2 separate regions of the Mus musculus genome follow, and region 2 is linked to region 1. A link is a contact called in public Hi-C data. All regions are on one chromosome and are shown on one strand. The core of a region is the stretch at or near the end of the contact, and the rest is flanking DNA. Distances in the headings are between cores, read along the strand shown.

Region 1 (6,375 bases), core at 2,345-4,844:
AAAGCTAAAGCAAAAAAAAAAAAAAAAAAAAAAGGTTAGAAAAATGAGATAGATATTCAGGAGCTCTAACTTTTGAAATGTGTTGGCCTAGGGCTCAAACATCCTATGGACCAATGTAGCAGATTTTTTTCTTCTCTTTCTTTTTAAAAAGAATTACAAGAGATGAATCTAGGTTGTTTAAAAAAATAAAACAAAACAAAAACAACAACAAAAAAACCTTCCCTGTTAGTGATGAAGGGGTAATTTGAGAAGAACGCATTATTTATTTATTTATTTATTTATTTATTTTGTAATTGCTTGATTCAGGGTTAACTAGACCCAAGTTTGGACCCTTATGTGTGTAGATAGACTCCTGTTCACAAATCCATGCAGCAAAGATGATTTGGAAAGCTCAAGTGAATGGGCTGGGAATCCCAAATGAATACTTTCCATGGTACCCTAGAACATAGCGTTGTCCTGTATCTATGTAGACCTACAAGGGAAGATGCTTAACATGGAGGTAATGACACACAGCAAGGAGGACAAGGACTGGGTTATAGGTCTCTTCTTTTTATCCCAAATACTCCCCCAAGCACAGACAATGGATCTTGCTACAGTTCCGTGCTTCATTAACTGGCTGTTCCAATGCAGTAGCAGAAGGGAGTGCCCTCATTTTCTGGTCAAAGTGAAGGAAGGACACAGAACTCTGAACTGAATGTTGGATAGGGGATGAGGCAGGGGGAGTAGGGCCTCAGCTTCTTTACTGAGGTCCTCCCCTGGAGCATCGTTCGTAAATGCGATTGAGCTTTAGGAAAACAAGTTAAAAGAGATTAGCAAAATGAGATATTAGCTACCCTTCATTAAATGGCTGTAAAGCAGCTAGGACAGTCCCCTGGGCAGATGACAGTCTCCTTTCATTTTCAAAGGTTGGTGTGTACCTAGATTGTTTGTTTATGATAAATGAATTACTAATACTCCTACAAGGTACACTGATAGGATTGCCAATCATAAATATCGACCTTTTCGAAGGAGGCTAAAACTTGGCTACGTGGAAGACACTGAGATCTAAGTCTGAGAAGGCTGAGTCATTGGTTGCTCCATAGAGATCCCACTGCTACCTGGACAGCTGTCTCAATCATAAGGCCCAGTTGGAGGGCTCTAGGGGAGTGGCTTGACTGGTGGCTCAGCTGGAGAAGTATCACCCCACTGATTCGGGGTGGACTGTGCAGAGCCTGTCCAGCAAGGCCATAGAAAGGATTTGCTTAGGGAGGGGCAGTACTCCAATGGTCCTCAGCTGTGGGAGGTCACGGGGCCTTCAAACCCCACCCACATTTCACTTTGTCACAGCTGTGTCCAAGAACGAATAAAACAAGTGAGGCAGAAATTGCTTCGGCAAGAGATGAACAGGGATACCTTGCTGGGCAGTGTGATGACTGATTGCCCCCCATTCACAGAAGAAGAGCCTAAAATCCTTCAACTGCCGTAAATACAGGGAACGTTTCCTGAAGGAACTGTGCTTGCGGAATCTCTTCCAATGGTGGAGGGGATGCAGAAATGGAGAGTGACAGAGCATGTCCCTGGGGCAGTCACCAGGGCCTGCTGTCTGCTAGCAGATAATCTCCTCAATTCCCTGCCTCCCCAAGAAGCTCATGGAGATCTTTAAAAACCTCTGGAAAGGGCTCAGACCGGTCTGGGCGAGCTCCTCCGCTCACAGTCACTGGAATGTCAGAGAACGCACTGGCATACACTCTGCTTTCCAGGTTCCAGAAAAAAAAAAAAAAGAGGAGTTCCTTTTTATAAACATTGATCAGAGAAATAAAAGGAGGATGCTGATCTATTAATCAAACTTAAATTGCGTTTGAAAGAGGCACTTGAGAAAGACATGTTTATGTAGTGTAGAAGGCACTTTAAACAAGGTGATTAAAGAAATGTAAAAATTACATGGAATGCCATCCATTGCTTTCAGAGTGGCTGGAGCCTTTTGATCCTCAAATGAAAGAAAACTACATTCTAACATTGAGCACCAAAGACTAAACAGATACAAGAACATCTTGAATGCGGATGCTAAAAGAGTACTTTTTCTTTTAATCCCTGTTGCTTCTTAATATATAAGATTAGTAGAAGATTTCTTTAGGCTAATTGTGTGCCACAGGGCGGAGGGCAGGTTGGCAAGTGGTTATGAAGGTAGCTGACTTTGCTTAACTAGCGCTTTCATTCAATGCTCTATTTTTAGCTCTGGTGGCTAAGCACTGTGATGCAGACCTTGCCCCAGTTAGGCATGTCAAATGTGCAATTAAGACCTTCCTAACTGACGCACATGGAGAGCCTCCTGTGGACTTTTAACTGCTAAGGTAAACAGTTTCACCTAAGACAGTGGCAGGCTACACGGAGGCTTTGTATTGCTACAGTGTAACTAAGCAGGAGAGCTGTCCCAGAATTCCTCCCTGCAGGGTTCTACGTGGGAGCTGGCCACCAGAAAAATTCACAACTGATTAGGCTGGCAAATGTGAAGGAGCAGATGTTCATTTCTTACTCATAAGGTCAGTAAATGGCACTGTGATCCCTCATACAGAATACCCAGGGGCCAAAAACTTGAGCTGGCAAAGATCAGTGACTACTGTCAAGATTGATGGCTTCACCCCAACCTCCCAGTTTCCTTCAGCTATACAGAGTCCCAGACAGGCGAGTCTGCAACTCTAATGCACCCAGTCCAGCAACCACTGTGGAACAGTCCCAGCTTTGCTCTGAAGGTCATTAATAAAAAGACATGGGGTCCGTCTTGCTCTTTATAGACAGCCCTCATTCTCGCCCCATGTCCAGGTTTATTTCCTGGCCATGGCTTAGCTGACCTAGAGCCAACAGAGGCCTGGCACCCACAACTGTGTAAGGCCGAATCTCAACTGCAGATCTGATCTTCTGTCATTCTCAGGGGTTCTGTCTCCATACACAACCCCATTCACTCCGAAGGCTCTGAGATTAATTCAGGGGCTTCGCATTGTCAAAAAACAAAACACCATTCCCTCCTAGAGTCCCGCAGGAGTTCTACTCCTCCTACTTCATTAACTAGACTTTTCCAAGGTCCTGTTGCTGAGCCAGTTTTGAGGTAGCAGAACAATAAGAGCCACAGTTGGCTCAGACAGGTCAAAGCTGAGCCTCTTGAAGGTCAGAGCTACTTCAAGCTCAGGAGACCAAATCAGGGTTTTGAACTATGGGGACAGGGAGTCCAGGAAACCAAAGGCGGGACTTGGAAGCAAGAACTGAAGCAGAGACCACTCAGGAACTCTTGTTGACTGGTTTGCTTCCCTTGGCCCTCAGCTACCATTCTTACAGAGCTCAGGCCCACCTGCCCACCTGCCCACCTGAATAGCAATGCCTAAGGTGGGCTCAACCTCCTAGGAAAATGAACATTTAGAAAAATGTCCCCATGGACATGTCCTCTGGCCAGCCTAACAGAGACAGTCCGTTAACTGAGGACAGGCAAGGTTACCTGTTAAAACAGGTGTGAGCGGCTCTGTCTTCAAGGTGTTCTGAAAGCCGTGGGGACTCCTAAGGGCAGATTCTATTCTAGAAACTAAGCAGATGGGTGCTTTCACTCTGGGTGGGGGAGGCCTCTACCTACTTGGAAGCTGAGGCCCCTATCCATTCTGAGAATGTATCCAGGAAACAGCAGAAGAGGTTACTGTCCTTGACAGGGAGCCATTTGAGTAAAACTGAACTTTCAGTTTTCTTTCCCAGAAGGTGTTTGTCTGTCCTTTATACTACCTTGAAGAAAAGTAGTGGATTAATTTTGCCTCAAGAGTAAATTATCCAGATAGAGCAGACAGGCTTTTTCTTTTTGTTTTTGTTTGTTTGTTTGAGTTGTAGACTCTATAGTCCTATTTATTTATTTATTTTTACAAAAGCCACAAGTAGGTAAGATAGTTGGTGTCTGAATGAGTCGTGCGGTCTCTTAATAATTGGGTTTTTTTGTTGTTGTTGTTGTTTAGGCAATAGAATTTTATGTTCCCCTGAGTCCATCGGGCATTTTCAGTCACCTTATATATTACTGTGCCCATTTTCTCCAATTCCTGTATAAGATGTATTTATTCTTTATTTGGGGATAATTAGCAAAGCCATTTTTGTTGTTTCCTCTGCAGGTTATACAATATAGCTGTTATAGCTTGTAAATCCTAATTACTTGCATATTAGAGAGTAGAGAGAAAAGCTAGCTATCAGTGTTAGAAACAGCCCCTAACATTTAGGTGACGACTCCCACTGCTAGGCCTTGTTCTTAGGGTTTGCACAGTGCAAGGTGAAACTGGCAACAAGAACTTCTTCAGCCTTGGGGCATTTCTAACAGTGTTTTAGTAAGGGATCCTAGCTTATCAAGTAAAGCATTGAGTGGCACCCCGTTAACAATTGTCCTGTGACATCAAAAGTTATCCAAGGCACCTCAATGGTTATTGGCACTGGAGTCCAGCTTTCAGAAGGAAACCTGGGACCACTTCAGACCTTAAATATATCCATCATTGTGTCTGAAGTACTGTCCTCCATGCAGACGGGACAACACCCTCTTTTGCAGAGTAGAGAAAGCCATATTTTCTTAGAAGTCTGTTGAGTGCAGTTTTTTTCCCAGTGTCTTGGTTTCCCACAGCTCTGGCAAGCATTGCCCTTTAGAAACCTCTGCCTGAGATTTCTCTGAAGTAGCAGGTACTTTATTAGCCTGGTACAATATATTATTTCCCATGGTTTAGGCTATCACTCTGGCTTGTTCTTTTGCCTGGGATTACTTCCCTGGGGCATTTTGGACTGTCTCTGTTATGTCTCCACTAGTAAACCTCGGAGTATCTGAGGGGCCACTGTATCCTTTTGCAGCTCCTCCCAACATCTGGGCAGACTGACTCATGAAATGAGTACCCATCAAAAGCCTGACACTTAGAATTTTTAATTAGCATTAATTATCATCAACTTAATCATGTGCATACAGAATCTTTGAGTTATATAATTTTATAAACCTCTTTGTAACTTAACCTTGTGCAATGTGGGTTAGGTTAGGGTTCTGGTTATTTTTGTTTTTCGGTTTTGATTTCTATATCCCTTCTGGAAAAATCTTTTACTTAGGTCAAAACAACTATGTAAAACCCATTCTCATCTGAACTCGTTACCTTTTAACTTTAATGTTCTTTACCAAAAATATACTTTACTTATAACTCTCTACATCATATTTCTTTTTTATTTTAATTTTTTGTTTTTTATTTAATATTTTCTTCATTTACATTTCAAATGCTATCCCAAAAGTCCTCCAGACCCTTCCCTTCCACTCCCCTACCCACCCACTCCCACTTCTTGGCCCTGGCTTTCCCCTGTACTGGGGCATATAAAGTTTGCTAGACCAAGGGTCCTCTCTTCCCAATGATGGCCAATTAGGCCATCTTCTGCTACATATGCAGCTAGAGACATGAGTTCTGGGGGTACTGATTAGTTCATATTGTTGTTCCATCTATAGGGTTTCAGACCCCGTCAGCTCTTGGGCACTTTCTCTAGCTCCTACATTGGGGGCCGTGTGTTCCATCCTATAGATGACTGTGAGCATCTACTTCTGTATTTGCCAAGTACTGGCAAAGCCTCACAGGAGACAGCTATATCAGGGTACTTTCAGCAAAATCTTGCTGGTATATGCAATAGTGTCTGCGTTTGGTGGCTGATTATGGGATGGACCCCCGGGTGGGGCAGTCTCTGGATGGTCCATCCTTTTGTCTTAGCTCTAAACCTAGTCTCTGCAACTCCTTCCATGGGTATTTTGTTCCCTATTTTAGGGAAGAATGAAGTATCCACGAGTTGGTCTTCCTTCTTCTTGATTTTCTTGTGTTTTGGAAGTTGTATCTTGGGTATTCTAGGTTTCTGGGCTAATATCCACTTATCAGTGAGTGCATATCAAGTGACTTCTTTTGTGATTGGGTTACTTCACTCAGGATGATATCCTCCAGATATATCCATTTGCCTAAGAATTTCATAATTTCATTGTTTTTAATAGCTGAGTAGTACTTCATTGTGTAAACGTACCACATTTTCTGTAACCATTCCTCTGTTGAGGGACATCTGGGTTCTTTCCAGCTTTGGGCTATTATAAATAGGGCTGCTATGAACGTAGTGGAGCATTTGTCCTTATTACCAGTTGGAACATCTTCTAGGTATATGTCCAGGAGAGGTATTGCTGGATCTACTGGCAGTAGTACTATGTCCAGTTTTCTGAGGAACCGCCAGACTGATTTCCAGAGTGGTTGTACAAGCTTGCAATCCCACAAGCAATGGAGGAGTGTTCCTCTTTCTCCACATCCTCTCCAGCATCTGCTGTCACCTGAATTTTTGATCTTAGCCATTCTGACTGGTGTGAGGTGGAATCTCAGGGTTGTTTTG
Region 2 (6,359 bases), core at 2,934-5,433, 230 kb after region 1:
CACAGTTTGAGGGCTTCGCACTGCAAACAACTTGATTTTCATTCTATAATATCGCAGCATGAGGAAGTTAATGTGAAAGCAATTTGCTGGTGTTTTACAAGCAGGTTTTAAAAACCGAAAAGCTTTGTGTATCCGTATATATTGTCTTTTATTTGAATTATGTTCACAATATTTTTAATGTTTTATTTCCTTGTATCTGCATTGATTTTTCTCAATACAGCATTCAAAAAAATTCAGGGTTCATTAAAATTCAGTATTCATAGGTTTTTGTTTTTTTTCCAATGAAAGGTTACAGAAGAATTAGAAAAGGTAAAGCAAGAAATGGAAGAGAAGGGCAGCAGCATGACGGACGGCAGTGAGTATGCCTTCAACAGGCAGGGGCTGAGGCCCGGAGCTGCGGCCAGCCTGGGCGCTGTGGGTCGGAGCAATGTGGGACAGTGTGGCTCAGCCAATAAGAGGTGCTTGGCTCGTCAACCTGGCGACCTCAGTTTTGTCTCAGATCCCACGACAGAAGAAGAAAACCAACTCCTGAAATCTATTCCCCGAGGTCTATACACTCACACACACAGAGATAATATATAAACAAGTAATCTATTTTTACTTGTTTTAAGACAAATAATTGGTACAAAAATGTCTGGTCATCAGAATATTTTGTTCATTATAAATCAACTGAGAAAAAAATTTTTAATCTAATTTAGATTTTATTAATTCAAAGTAACTCAGAAGAATAGAGTGAGAAATATTTATGTATTTTTCCTGTAACTGTTTAAAAATATATTATTATGTTTTCACCATTTATATACAAATGATCTTAAAAATACCCCAGATGACACCAGGCCAATGATGTGATGACATTTGGGGTTTCTCCCCTCCTAGCAGGAAGCCCTGTCTGAGCTGGGTTCAAACAGAGAATTCATCTCTCAGCAATTATCCTCCATTACGAACCATCCAGTTTGACCAGGCTAGTGGTCATCACCTCTGGCTTGTATTTCAGAAAGATCATCCAGGGTTCTAATGCTCTGCACACAGCCTGGCAATCTAAAGTGGGATGTGGGGATTTTCTTGCAGTGTCTCAATGGGTTCATTATTTGGATCTCAAATGCATCTTTCTTTCCTCTCTAGCTATTCTATTCTCTGTTCCTGTAGACAAACCTGTGTTGAACACATCCTTAAATACCCACTTAGCACTTCTTTTCCTAGAAAAGTTAGAAAATTTAGCCTCAGTACATCAAACATTGAACCAGTTCCCATCCTAAAACTCTCAGGTGTTTAAAATACCACCGCAAAGCTGTGTGAATGTCAGCAAGTCATTGGCTGTGTTTTAACCCTATTTCTGGCTTAAGACAAACCGAGGAAAATGTCAGGCAATTCCCTGACAAACTGATACTCGGAAGGAACGTTTTCATTTCGTGCTGTTTCTCTTCTCCAGCTCCTTTGGTGAAGATTAAGCAGAGCTTAACCAAGCTGAAGCAAGAAACTGTTCAGATGGACATTAGAATCGGTGTGGTGGAGCACACGCTACTTCAGTCAAAACTCAAGGAGAAGTGCAACATGACCAGGGACATGCATGCAGCTGTCACCCCAGAGTCAGCAATTGGCTTCTATTAAACACGTGGGCTTCCATGCTTCTGATTATTTCGTTTTTATATCAAATGATTTTTTAATGTTGCATTGATTTCCAAACACAATTTATACTTCTTCAAGCATATTCAGTGGGTATTTTTGCACATGTGTTAATATCATGGTGATTATGATGGCCAAAGCCTGTACAATGAATATAGTATTTAATAAAGTACTTAAAATTATCATGTTCAGAGAAGTGTTCACTGGCATTACCAATGGCATACTGCTGCCTGGTGGCTCATTAGTATTTTTTGTCTAAGTGACACATGGATCATGTGTATCCTGTGACCCTCTGGACTACTGACAGAGGACTGGTACCTCTGAGGATGCCCAGAGCTGGTACCATTCTACAGTGACCACTAGTACTTACATATTAGAGAAGCTAAGAATAGGAGTTAGAGTTCTTCGTAGGAAGCCAAACTTTCTTGCCTCATCTCTAGAGTTGATATTACCACCTCCTTAACTGTAAAAACAAGAAAGTTCAGTATCCACGTTAACAGGTGAAATCTAGTATTTGAAATAGTAGCTCTGCCATATTTGGCTCAGCTACTGTAACGAGGGAAACGATGCCTATGCCTGTGTCTGCAACCTATGCATTCACATGGAGTCAGCTCTGCAAACATGGTTCTGTAGAAGCCACCATGATGAATCCCATGGTCACCCTCTGGTAGTGACAGTCCTTTATTAGGCACCCTACTCAGCAATTTTTCTAGACTATGATTTCTAAGTCAGCCACATAAGCATTATTGAAGAGTAGCTTTTCTGGGCTGGGGGTCTGGGTCAGTTAGCACAGTTCTTGTCTGACAGGCAGGCTCTGGATTTGATCCTCAGCACTATAGAAACAAGTTGGTGATGCACACCTATGATGTAGCTCTCCAGGTGAAGCAGGGGACTGAAGTTCAAACTCATGGACCGGCAAGATGACTCAGTGGGTAAAGGCTCTTGCTACTAAGTCTAATAACTGGGGTTTTATCCCCAGCTCCAGTGGTTTGTACACATGTGTACACCTAGACACAAGTGTGCACACATAGACACACACACACAATAGGTAGGTAGATAGACAGAGAGACAGACAGATACCCTTCATTAGTTTGAAGAAGTAAAAATCACTTCATAGTAAATTTTGACTTAAAAATGCTTACGTTTATTTTTATGTTTAGGAAAAACATATTAAAATATAATTTTAAATCCTAGTACCTTTCTTCCCTAAATTTTTCTTTTTCTTGGCTCTTACTTTCTAGATATATAACACATTTATACACAGACACCTTTGGTGTTCACTAAAACTCCCAATTAGTTTAGATAAGAGAAAAGTTGATTTCTATCATAAACTACCACCCAAGACAATGGCAGTCAATACAATGGCAAGTAAGACAGTTCATTTAATCTATAAAAGGGAGTAATCCACAGTGGGATGATAGGCAATATGGAGCTCCTCTGCTGTGCTCAGTGCAATAGCCAAATAGAAAATGTGAAACAACTTCTTTGCCTAGGTTCTGTTGTAGCTGTGGATGCCAGAGGTCAACATGTGTCATTTTTGAGATAAGGTTTCTCACATGGATGTCACCAATAGCTTCATTGACCAGCGAGTTCTAGGGATCTCCCTCCCTCCTCCTCTATCTCCCAGTGCTGGGTTCGCAAGCACATTTGACCACAGCAGGCTTTGTAGTGGGTGCTGGGGATCTTCCTACTGCACGGCAAGCCGTTTACCTACAGAACCACCCCCCTTCCCCATTCCCTAATTATATGCTCTGCAAGGGTCTAGAGCATTGGTTCTCAACCTGTGAGTCAGGCCCCCATTTGAAGGTCACCTAAGACCATTGGAAAACAACAGATACTTACAGTCTGTAACAATAGCAAAATTATAGTTACAAAGTAGCAATGAAAATAATCTTACAGTTGGGGGTTACTACAACATGAGGGACTGTACTAAAGGATCACAGCATTGGGAAGGTGGAGAACCACTGGTCTAGAGGCAGGGACTACCCAACTACAAGTCTGTGCAATGCCTAGAATTCAAACATTGATATCTAAATTATCTTCTTAGAATTTTTTTAAACAAATGAAACCAACGCATTCCTTTTAGAGAACTGATTCCTAAACTGGGAAGGAAAGTATATATGTACCAAAAATGTCTGGCTCTGCCATAAAGTACTCAAAGTATGTTGGGGAAATATCCAATGAACAGCCAGATACAGAGACAAGTTGAGCATCATAATAATGAACTGTATAACCACAGGCCCATATAGATACGACTCCTTACAATAGGATGTCTGATGTGTGACAACGTGGATGCTGCACTTAGAAAAACACCAGCTGCAGGTACCATGCTAGCTAATTGGAGGGAGAATCATCAGTGAATGCCGAAACGACTAGGGGGAAGCTCGATGAGAAATGGGGTGACTGCATGGTTTCATTGTAGAAAAAGTAACCCACAAAGAGAGAAAACTGTCAATATACACTGGAAAATCCGGTACATACCACTTACATTAAGTTGATCAAAGTTAACATCACCAGTCTTGGACAACTACCGTTTACCACCTGAAGAGGGCACACAGTTGTTGGTCATACTGGAGATGCATAGCCTGAATATAATAACAAAATGACAGCCACGTCCCAGTTGAGAGGCTTGTACAAACAGCCTGTGTGCTTCAAAAGTGACTAGATGAGGTACAAGGACCAAGGAATTGTCCCTGACTATAGGGGAGAGCAGAAGCATGACACCTGAACACAGCACTGCTCTAGATTGGACCCTGGATCAGTAAGGAGATGTAGACTGGTGCTACAAAGTACATTTTAGCACAAAAGGAAAAGGTTGGGTAAGGTCTATACTTTAGAAAATTGCATCTTAATTTCTTAAGTTGGTTTTGAGCCGTGGTAATTGAAAAGAATTTATGTAAAATAGTACACATAATGATTTAGCCATAAAAGGGCATCATGCCAGCAGTGTAAATGGTTCAGGAGACGACTATGTGTGTATTGGGGGGAGGGGGAGCTAGAGTTGTATATAGAAAGATGAAAGTGATAAGTCATGACATAATAGTTCAATCCTGATTACCTTGATTGGATTCTGGCCCACATACAACATGTTCCATTACTATGTACAACTAGCATGTTAATTTAAAAACCTAACAGGCAGTATGGTTTTTGGATGCTATTTCTCAAGTCTCTACCAAGCAGGTGCCTAAGATTATGCTAAATTTAAAAGAATCACCATGACATAATATTGTTAACTAGTCATTAAAAGCTTTCACTAAAAAAAAAAACAATAGAAATTATGATAAATTGTTACCATATTGAGAATCTGGGAAACAGATATGTAGAAATCTGTTGAACTGTTGCAGCTCTCCTGTAAGTCTAAAGTAATAGTTCATACAGGTGACATGCAACTGGGCAGCCTCTCCCCCGAATATACCATTCATTTATTAGAACAATATGATCTTCCGTTGAGATGCTGTAGTTCACCGATAAAACAAAGTTATAATTGTATTCACTGATCAAATTGAACAAATTCTCAATCAATCCAAACAAGGTTTCTCCACCTCCCCCTTTCCCTTTCCCTTAAATTTGCAAGCAGTGCTTAGGTTTTTACTTTTGTGGTTTGTTTTTTAAGAGTATCAGAACCTCTGTTGGAAGGGTTCACAGAGAACATGCCCATGCAAATAGGTATGAGAACCCTATGTCATCTGGTGCTATGCCCCATCCCTTCACGGGTTTCAAGAGAGCCTGTGTGAGAACACGAGACGCCTGTGGATTTGGCTCAGAGCTCCCAGCATGGATGATGAGCAGGCACTCTGTGCTCCCTGAACACAACACAGTATGAAGATGTAGGCTTCCAGATGATCCACTGGCCATCCTAAAATTGGGCCAGACGCTGTTCTTAAAATTTGTGTACAAGTAAGAAAGGTCTTGAGAGGACTAAGAGTGTAGCTCAGTGGCAGAATGCAAGGTTATCATGCAGAAGGCAATCTGTTGAGGTCCTAGCTACAACCCCCGTTAATATGTTTTATATATTTAAAACAATGTTACAATAGAATTTTAGAAGGTGGAATTGTGTGACCCTGTTTGTGAAATTACAGTGATTATAGCTTCATTTTTTTCCAACTTAATGTGTCTAACAACTACAAACCTTAAACTGCTTATTCTTAAATTAGAAATTTACTCTGTTAAATAAATAAGAATGATTTGAATTCACATTTTTATAGGCTGTTTTATAGAATTTAAAATGCAAGAGGGAGAGCAATGGCCACCTCATATTAACAGATCTAAGTAATGCCTCGAGCATTAGAATCCTGTAATTGTGTAATTTTAATTCAGGCACAAAATTCTAATCTGATTTATGGTTCCACTCTTAGCACCTTGTTTCAACCCAGAGTGTCCCCTTTATTATCTGTCCGTGCCCTACGTAGTACACTAACACTTTCAAACTGGCCATCAAACTGCCTCCGTCAGCCATCATCTGCCCAAACTGTTGCTCTGGGCTCTTGGATGGCTTCAAGGTCCTGTGCATAGTCTCTGGGCTCTTGGATGGCTTCAAGGTCCTATGCATAAACCCTTTTGTATAACTCGGAAGTTACTTCATGGCTGCTACTCTCCTGCCCTGCAAAATATTCTCTGTGCTAACAGCTGGGAAACTCTCCATTGCCTGGGCATCAAAATCAAGTGGACAGCTTAATAAAAATACCTATGTGCCCCACCCCCACCCCTATCCAGAACTAAGCTACTTACAATTGGCA

The links. A called contact is a pair of places that touch in the nucleus more often than the background predicts.
Region 2: a Hi-C map of Th2 cells shows a contact between it and region 1, with 3 times the contacts expected there. The contact joins two enhancer-like sites. A contact is called at or near these places in 1 of 15 datasets of contacts at CTCF or cohesin (pro-B cells), 19 of 484 Hi-C or Micro-C datasets (B cells, the Ba/F3 cell line, DN3 thymocytes and 11 more) and 5 of 115 datasets of contacts at active chromatin or transcription factors (CD8 T cells, DN3 thymocytes, the HPC-7 cell line and 2 more).

What each region holds. Positions count from the first base shown.
Region 1 is chr16:49,531,292-49,537,666 of GRCm38.p6, forward strand. No RefSeq gene overlaps it. Among named protein-coding and RNA genes, the nearest start is that of Gm31494, 110 kb to the right of the region's middle. Within about 2 kb of position 3,595, at least 38 of the 459 cell types and tissues checked have an H3K27ac peak or open chromatin away from gene starts, as enhancers often do. A contact at or near this core is called in CD8 T cells and Th2 cells, where this site is marked.
Region 2 is chr16:49,762,313-49,768,671 of GRCm38.p6, forward strand. It overlaps Gm15518 (a long non-coding RNA gene), which reads right to left. Exons shown (of 5, transcript XR_003951928.1): 4 at 1,994-6,359. Ift57 (intraflagellar transport 57) reads left to right here. Exons shown (of 11, transcript NM_028680.3): 10 at 289-355; 11 at 1,430-2,814. The coding sequence ends at 1,608. Among named protein-coding and RNA genes, the nearest start is that of Gm15518, 10 kb to the right of the region's middle. Within about 2 kb of position 4,184, at least 42 of the 459 cell types and tissues checked have an H3K27ac peak or open chromatin away from gene starts, as enhancers often do. A contact at or near this core is called in CD8 T cells and Th2 cells, where this site is marked.